Linked DNA regions of Mus musculus: region 2 is linked to region 1. The links are chromatin contacts, called in public Micro-C maps. All regions are on one chromosome and are shown on one strand. Each heading gives the region's core, a stretch centred on a gene start, on an enhancer-like site or on the middle of the called end of the contact. The rest is flanking DNA. Distances are from core to core; before and after follow the strand shown. Region 1 overlaps Syne2 (spectrin repeat containing, nuclear envelope 2). Region 2 has its middle 14 kb from the start of Esr2.

Region 1 (3,723 bases), core at 473-2,972:
CAGAAATCTGCCTGCCTCTGTCTCCCAAGTGCTGGGATTAAAGGCGTGTGCCACCACTGCCCGGCCTTTTTTTTTAAGATCAGAAAAAGTCGGTTGTACAGTAAAAATAAGGACTTTATATCATTCTGTGGTATTGAATCTGGGTGTTTTAAGAGCATATGTTGCTGTTCCGTATGGTGCAGACATGCACATTAGAAAGTGCACGTTGCGTGTTCAGATCCAAGGCATCTGAACCATGTACTGCAATGCATGGGCAACATGCATTCCAAGGCGCATACGTGGAAACAACAGGGCAGTTTCTGAGACTTGGTTCCTGCCTTCCTCGTTTGTTTGTTCTTGTTTGTTTAAAGCCAAGGGATTGAAGTTTACTGAGAAGTACAGAGACATTCTCTGCCAGGAGTTGCCCAGCGTCTGCATTGTTGAAGCTAGTCTCTTGCATCTGCTGCTCTGCTGCCCACTCCAGCCTAGCTTCCTGGCAGTCCTGTCCTGCCTGCCGGCTCTCCCTAGTGTGCTGGGATTACATATCCACACTGCTGCATGCAGCTTTTTATGTGGATCTTGGGGGTCAGACCCAGGTCCTCATGCTTGTGAGGCAAGCATCTTTACCCACCGAGTCATCCCCCGGCCTCATTTTATGTTTGATTTTTTTTGTTGTTCTGTGTTTGATTTTTTTTTTCTTTTTTTGGTAGTTTTATGTTTAGAAACCTTTTACTGTTGGAGGGTTTTTCTTAACGTGGACGTTCAGCTCTGGGACTTCATCGAGGGTCACAACAACTATAGTTCAAGAAGCCGGGGTTTTCTTTTAGATCAGTGACACGCGAAAGCAGATGTCTAACATGGATGCCAGAGAGTTTGTGAGGCTGGGAAAATATGGATTTATAGATGGCAAACCTTAGTAAAATAAGGGACCGAGTTAGGGTTCTACTTACCAGCATTGGCTTCAGCAGTTTGAACAGGCTCTCAAAGCTACGCCTGAGTTTGCACATCTGTACATGGGGGCTAGAGAGGTTGTGGTGAGGAACTGGTCTTGTATTACGCCAAGCATGGCACAGCAGTCATCAAGGATAAGTAATATCAATAAAAGATAGAATCTTTAGTTTCCTTATGAGAGACCAGACAGATTTTTATGTAGCAGCAAACACTTGTGGTAACACCCCTTTTTTTTTTTTTTTTTTTTTTTGGTTTTTCGAGACAGGGTTTCTCTGTGTAGCCCTGGCTGTCCTGGAACTCACTTTATAGACCAGGCTGGCCTCAAACTCAGAAATCCGCCTGCCTCTGCCTCCCGAGTGCTGGGATTAAAGGGGTGTGCCACCACACCTGGCTCGTGGTAACACTTTTTAAACCACCACCACCCACCCACACCCACACACACAAAATCTGCAGTTTGTAAAACATGGACTGAAATGATTTCTGCCCTCAGGATTTAGGGCAAGCAGGGTCTATATAAGCAGGGTTGTTGTTTAGGAAGTTACTGGGAACTCCTGATTTAAAGATCACAGAGCCGGAGCCCCTGTGCTAATAGCCTATGTCCAGGCCTAATGCACTTTGGTGGCATGGGAAGCTAGAACTGACTCCTGTCTCTGGAGTGCGGAACTGCCAAAAAAAAAAAGTAGGGTGGGGAGCGAGCTGTACACCCCGAGAATCCTGGGCATCCTGAGGCCACTTTGAGCTCTTCTAAGGTTGCACATAATTGTTTTTTCCTCCACCCCCACCCCCTTTGGATTCTTTTCAGGTTTAAATAAAGGGCGGATTAGTCACCCAGCTTGCTCATTTCCTCCTGAAGTGTGGTAGTAAGAAAGCAGAATGGCTAAGTACTGGCACTTAAAACTATATGTACATGACCTGCCAGAGGTAGTCAAATAAAAATCTAGAATAAATTAAGACAGGTGATAAATTAGTTATTACAGATTAACCACTTACTATTATAACTGATGATGTCAGATAACAGAAAAAAAGGCCACACAATCTTTGCTACTAAGGTATAGTCATATCCAAAACTTGGAAATAGCTAATCACTTATTTATATAACTAGTCAGGCTAGAAATCAATGCCTGACAGTAGTCCCAATGACTGTTTACCTTAACAGTGACCACTGAGACCTGTGGAGCCAGGGTGGGCGGAGCGGTGTGTGAGGCTCAGGGAAAACACTGGGGGAGCAGAGAATGCCAGCCTTGAAGAAAACTATAAAATTGGGTGGATGAGGGCAGACAGTTTGTTGGTTTTGTTTGTTGGGTTGTCATTATTGCTTTTGGGGCTTGGGGATGCTAGGATCAAACTCAGGGCCTCTTACCCAACCAGGCAAATATCCTCCCATTGAGGATACCCAAGCCTAAGAAATAGCCTTTTACTGGAAAAGAGCAGACATGTAAAGTAGTAGGTAGTCAGGAAGAATCTAACCCCTCGGAGGTTATATTTTTTGAGGTAGGATGTATGTTTGTAAGCAACTCCTGTTAGAAGCGTGTTGTTTGTCTCAACCGTGCTTTGTTAACAAGTTTGCGCACAATCTTAAAGTGGGAAATGTTGGAATTCATTTTAATTCTAATTCGCACATGGAGACCAGTATTTGTACAGATCAGAATGCTAAGCCCTATGTCTGAAGGGATTTTCCAGAAGAGACAGTGTCCTCTCTGCATATCCTGGGAGAGGGCGGGTCCTATAGTGTCAGGCAAGACTATCACGTTAAAACCAATCCCTACCTCCATGTTGAAACAAATAAATCCGTAAGTGTGGAATAGTTCAGTTGCATCTTCTCTCTGGGAGAAAGTTTGCTTTTGTATTGGTAAGATATCTAGTTGCCTCAATACATTGAAAATATGTCACACTTAATTCAAACTTCACACCAAAGCAGTCGGTTCTTAACTCCACTTCTGAAAAAGCAAAAGCCAGTTTAGGGATTTTTCCCCCCTCTCGGGGAATGGAGAAAACATTCTTTATTGCTCCAGGAAGTTCATTACTTGCCCCAACCTGTTTTTAACAGAGAATTTAGATGGGTAAAGAGAAACTAAAGTGCAATCTTGCTACTTGGGAAGATGTTACAATCGGGCGGCAGATTCCAGCATATTGTTAAGCCCTGCCAGCATGAAGAGGCCATTTTTCTGACTCGGTTTTAGTTTTGGTTGTTGGGTGCACAGCCGTGTAATGCCTTGCTTAATCATCATGTGTCATGCCACTTTAAGCACTGGCCAGCTCCCTGAAGTGTTTGGGATACACACCCTCATACGCTCTCTCTCCCTCACCTGTCTCCCGGGGATCGCCACTCTCCGCCTCTGGGCCCGGGAACACTGTACCTGTGTACATGCAGGTCGGCTGCCTGGAAACCCATGCCACCGGGTCACGTGGCCGTTGCTATGAGCGTGGAGGTGCATTTTTCTTTTTTCTTTTCTTCCTCCTTCTGTCCTTACTTTGTTTCTTTTCACCGGGGAGGAGGGGGAGAGGGGGAGGCAGGTTCTCGGGTCTTTCCAAGCCCCGGGTGGAAAAGCCTTGGATTCCTGCCTTCTCACTGCTGGACTATCTTTGGCTTCATTTTAGGGTGCCACACCCCCCATTGAAGCTGCACTCCTGGACTTTCCTAGAGAACAAGGAGCTTTTGAGTCCACCGTGGAGAGAAGTAGGCCTCGGCCTGCAGACATCCTCCGTGTCTGCAAGACCCAAGTGGCCAAGCTGGAGCTGTGGCTGCAACAAGCCAACGTGGCCTTTGAGCCAGAAACTGTAGACGCGGACATG
Region 2 (3,723 bases), core at 698-3,197, 180 kb after region 1:
GCCTGGCACTTATGTCTTTAATCTTTCCCTGGAAGACGGCAATAATACAAGAGCATAGTTCACAGGAGAAATGACGGATAGACCATGCTTCATTTCGCAGAACCAGGAAAGGAACCGAGCACCTTGCACACACTAGTCACATACTCTACAACTAAGCTCTGTCTCTAGCCTGATGCTAGGTATCCTAGTTTATATTGATGTGATAAATACTGATTAAATGGAATTTTAGAAGAAAGTGTGTGTGTGAGTGTGTGTGTGTGAGTGTGTGTGTGTGTGTGAGTGTGTGTGTGTGAGTGTGTGAGTGTGTGTGAGTGTGTGTGTATGTGAGTGTGTGTGAGTGTGTGTGTGAGTGAGTGTGTGAGTGTGTGTGAGTGTGTGAGTGTGTGTGTGAGTGTGAGTGTGTGTGAGTGAGTGTGTGTGTGAGTGTGTGTGTGAGTGTGAGTGTGTGTGTGTGAGTGTGTGTGAGTGTGTGTGAGTGTGAGTGAGTGTGTATGTGAGTGTGTGTATGTGAGTGTGTGTGTGAGTGTGTGTGTGTGAGTGTGTGTGAGTGTGTGTGTGAGTGTGAGTGTGTGTGTGAGTGTGTGTGTGAGTGTGTGTGAGTGTGAGTGTGTGTGTGTGAGTGTGTGTGTGTGTGAGTGTGTGTGTATGTGAGTGTGTGTGAGTGTGTGTGTGAGTGAGTGTGTGAGTGTGTGTGTGAGTGTGTGTGTAAGTGTGAGTGTGTGAGTGTGTGTGTGAGTGTGTGTGAGTGTGTGTGAGTGTGAGTGTGTGTGTGAGTGTGTGTGTGTGTGAGTGTGTGTGTGTGTGAGTGTGTGTGTGAGTGTGTGTGCGAGTGTGTGTGTGTGTGAGTGTGAGTGTGTGTGTATGTGAGTGTGTGTGTGAGTGTGTGTGAGTGAGTGTGTGAGTGTGTGTGTGAGTGTGTGTGTGAGTGTGTGTGAGTGTGTGTGTGAGTGTGAGTGTGTGAGTGTGTGTGTGAGTTTGTGTGAGAGTGTGAGTGTGTGTGTGAGTGTGTGTGTGTGAGTGTGTGTGTGTGTGTGAGTGTGTGTGAGTGTGTGTGTGTGTGAGTGTGTGTGCGAGTGTGTGTGTGTGTGTGTGAGTGTGAGTGTGTGTGTGTGTGTTGCAAGCACCTGAGTCTGCAAGTACACATATCTGTGCATGAGTGTCAGAGCTGAAGCAGGATGTCACCTCTCTTCCTCTGTCACTTGAGCCAGGGTCTCTCACTGGAGCAGGGGCTCACTGTTTAGTCTAGTGGCTGGCCAACAGGTTCTCAAGGTCTGCCTCCCGATGCTGGGATTACAGGCATACACAGCCATGCTCAGTTTTTTAATGCAGATGCTAGAGATTATAATTCAGGTGTTTAGTCTTACCCACTGAGCCATCTTCCAGCCTCACTTTTTATTTTGATGGAAAGGGCTTGCTAAGCTGCCCAAGGCTGGTCTTGAACTTCCCATTCCAGGGGATCCAATGCCCACTTCTGATTTCCATGGGCATAAGGCATGCAAGTGGTGCACAGGGATACATGCAGATAAAACACCCATACACATTTAAAAAAACAATAAAAATAACATTAAAAACTGTTTAATTACTCTTTGAATGAGAGAGAGAGAGAGAGAGAGAGAGAGAGAGATGGTTTCCTAGCACAGGTGAGCCATGGAACTGGAGTTTAGTAGCAGGCTCACTCTCTAGTACTGATGTGTGTTCCCCTTCCACATTTAATTTTTTTTTTCTTTTTTTTTTTTCTTACCAAGACAGTGTTTTTCTGTGTAGCCCTGGCTGTCCTGGAACTCACTCTGTAGACCAGGCTGGCCTCGAACTCAGAAATTCGCCTGCCTCTGCCTCCCAAGTGCTGGGATTAAAGGCGTGTGCCACCACACCCGGCCACATTTAATATTCTTTACTATGTGAGACCTCAGGACCGGGCCTTACAGTCTACAAGAGGACCAGCTGCTGTAGAGTTGACTCAGCTCTTTCTACTTAGAACCTCGGCAAGCATTACAAAGCAGACTCATGTCTCCCTCTAGTGGATGGGAAAGAACATGACTAGCTAGATTCTTTTTTAAGACAAGGTCTCACATAGAAGCTCTGGCTGGACTGGAACTTGCAGTGTAGGTGAGGCCGGCCTCGAACTCACGGGGATCTGCCCGCCTCTGCCTCCCGAGTGCTATGATTAAACATGTGTGCCACCATGCCCCAGTTCGAGTAGCTATTGGTTTAAATCTCTTTGGAATTAGTGTGACTTGTTGAAAAAAAAAAGTAACTTTTCTCATTAATCTCTAAGAGCAGTTCAAAAAGAACTCAAGGTAGTTAGGCAGAGTGACTTACATTCAAGTCCTCCCAGCAACGGCTGAGCTGTAAAGGCATAAGCAGCTAGCCGTGAAAGCATAGACAACTAAGGCAAGCCTTCAGGGCCACAAATGAGTCTCAGAGCCCAGGCAGAGAGCTACAAAACTCTGAAGAGGAAGGAGGATCTGAAACCCTGTAGAGCTAAGGGTCATAAAACCCCAGCCTAGAGGGTCCGAACACTAGAATGACGCCACTTGCCACTTCTGCCTGCCTCCTGCCTCCGCAGTTGACAATACTGGAAGAAACCAGAGAATGGCCTTTAAAGAGGTTTTCTTTGCCTGCTTATTTCCTTTTTCTTTTCTTTTCTTTTCTTTTCTTTTCTTTTCTTTTCTTTTCTTTTCTTTTCTTCTCTCCTCTCTCTCTCTCTCTCTCCCTCTTTCTCTCTCTCTCTCAGATTATATTAAAGACAGGCTTAAATGGTTGGACCTGGAGGGCATCATCCTGAGTGAGGTGACCCAATCACAAAAGAACTCACATGGTATGTTCTCACTGATAAGTGGATATTAGCCCAGAAACTTAGGATACCCAAGATATAAGATACAATTTGCGAAACACATGAAACTCAAGAAGAACGAAGACCAACGTGTGGACACTTTGCCCCTTCTTAGAATTGGGAACAAAACACCCACGGAAGGAGTTACAGAGACAAAGTTTGGAGCTGTGACGAAAGGATGGACCATCTAGTGATTGCCATATCCAGGGATCCATCCCATAATCAGCCTCCAAACCCTGACACCATTGCATACACTAGCAAGATTTTGCTGAAAGGACCCTGATATAGCTGTCTCTTGTGAGACTATGCCAGGGCCTAGCAAACACAGAAGTGGATGCTCACAGTCAGCTATTGGATGGGTCACACGGCCCCCAATGGAGGAGCTAGAGAAAGTACCCAAGGAGCTAAAGGGAACTGCAACCCTATAGGTGGAACAACAATATGAACTAACCAGTACCCCGGAGCTCTTGACTCTAGCTGCATATGTATCAAAAGATGGCCTAGTCGGCCATCACTGGAAAAAAAAGGCCCATTGGTCATGCAAACTTTATATGCCCCAGTACAGGGGAATGCCAGGGCCAAAAAGTGGGAATGGGTGGGTAGGGGAGTTGGGGGGAGGGTATGGGGGACTTTTGGGATAGCATTGGAAATGTAAATGAGGAAAATACCTAATTTAAAAAAAAAAAAAAAAGAAAGTGTCATGGGCCCTTAAAAAAAAAAAAAAAAAAAGGACAGGCTTATTGGGAAGCTGCTCTCAGTGGGTGAGTTCACTGGCCCCAAGTCGCCAGGTAGAAAAGGGGGAGTAGGGGAGGGAGAGAGAAAGAAACAGGCACGCGCAAGTGCAGAGAGAGAAGAGAAGAGGCCTGCCCACTATTTTGGTGCAGGTAGAG

Evidence for each region. Hi-C and Micro-C count contacts between places; a contact is called where the count stands out from the background.
Region 2: a Micro-C map of the G1E-ER4 cell line shows a contact between it and region 1, with 4 times the contacts expected there. The contact joins two enhancer-like sites. A contact is called at or near these places in 13 of 39 promoter capture datasets (the 3T3-L1 cell line, the HPC-7 cell line, HPC-7-derived erythroid cells and 8 more), 9 of 15 datasets of contacts at CTCF or cohesin (the G1E-ER4 cell line, the NIH/3T3 cell line, embryonic stem cells and 4 more), 155 of 484 Hi-C or Micro-C datasets (the 3T3-L1 cell line, 3T3-L1-derived adipocytes, the AML12 cell line and 82 more), 22 of 115 datasets of contacts at active chromatin or transcription factors (DN3 thymocytes, the NIH/3T3 cell line, PVALB interneurons and 15 more) and 3 of 9 other capture datasets (adipose tissue, embryonic stem cells and pancreatic islet).

The regions. Positions count from the first base shown.
Region 1 is chr12:76,011,954-76,015,676 of GRCm38.p6, forward strand. It overlaps Syne2 (spectrin repeat containing, nuclear envelope 2), which reads left to right. Exons shown (of 116, transcript NM_001005510.2): 66 at 3,529-3,723. Among named protein-coding and RNA genes, the nearest start is that of Mir5101, 100 kb to the left of the region's middle. Within about 2 kb of position 1,723, at least 22 of the 459 cell types and tissues checked have an H3K27ac peak or open chromatin away from gene starts, as enhancers often do. A contact at or near this core is called in the G1E-ER4 cell line, where this site is marked.
Region 2 is chr12:76,189,169-76,192,891 of GRCm38.p6, forward strand. No RefSeq gene overlaps it. Among named protein-coding and RNA genes, the nearest start is that of Esr2, 14 kb to the left of the region's middle. Within about 2 kb of position 1,948, at least 3 of the 459 cell types and tissues checked have an H3K27ac peak or open chromatin away from gene starts, as enhancers often do. A contact at or near this core is called in the G1E-ER4 cell line, where this site is marked.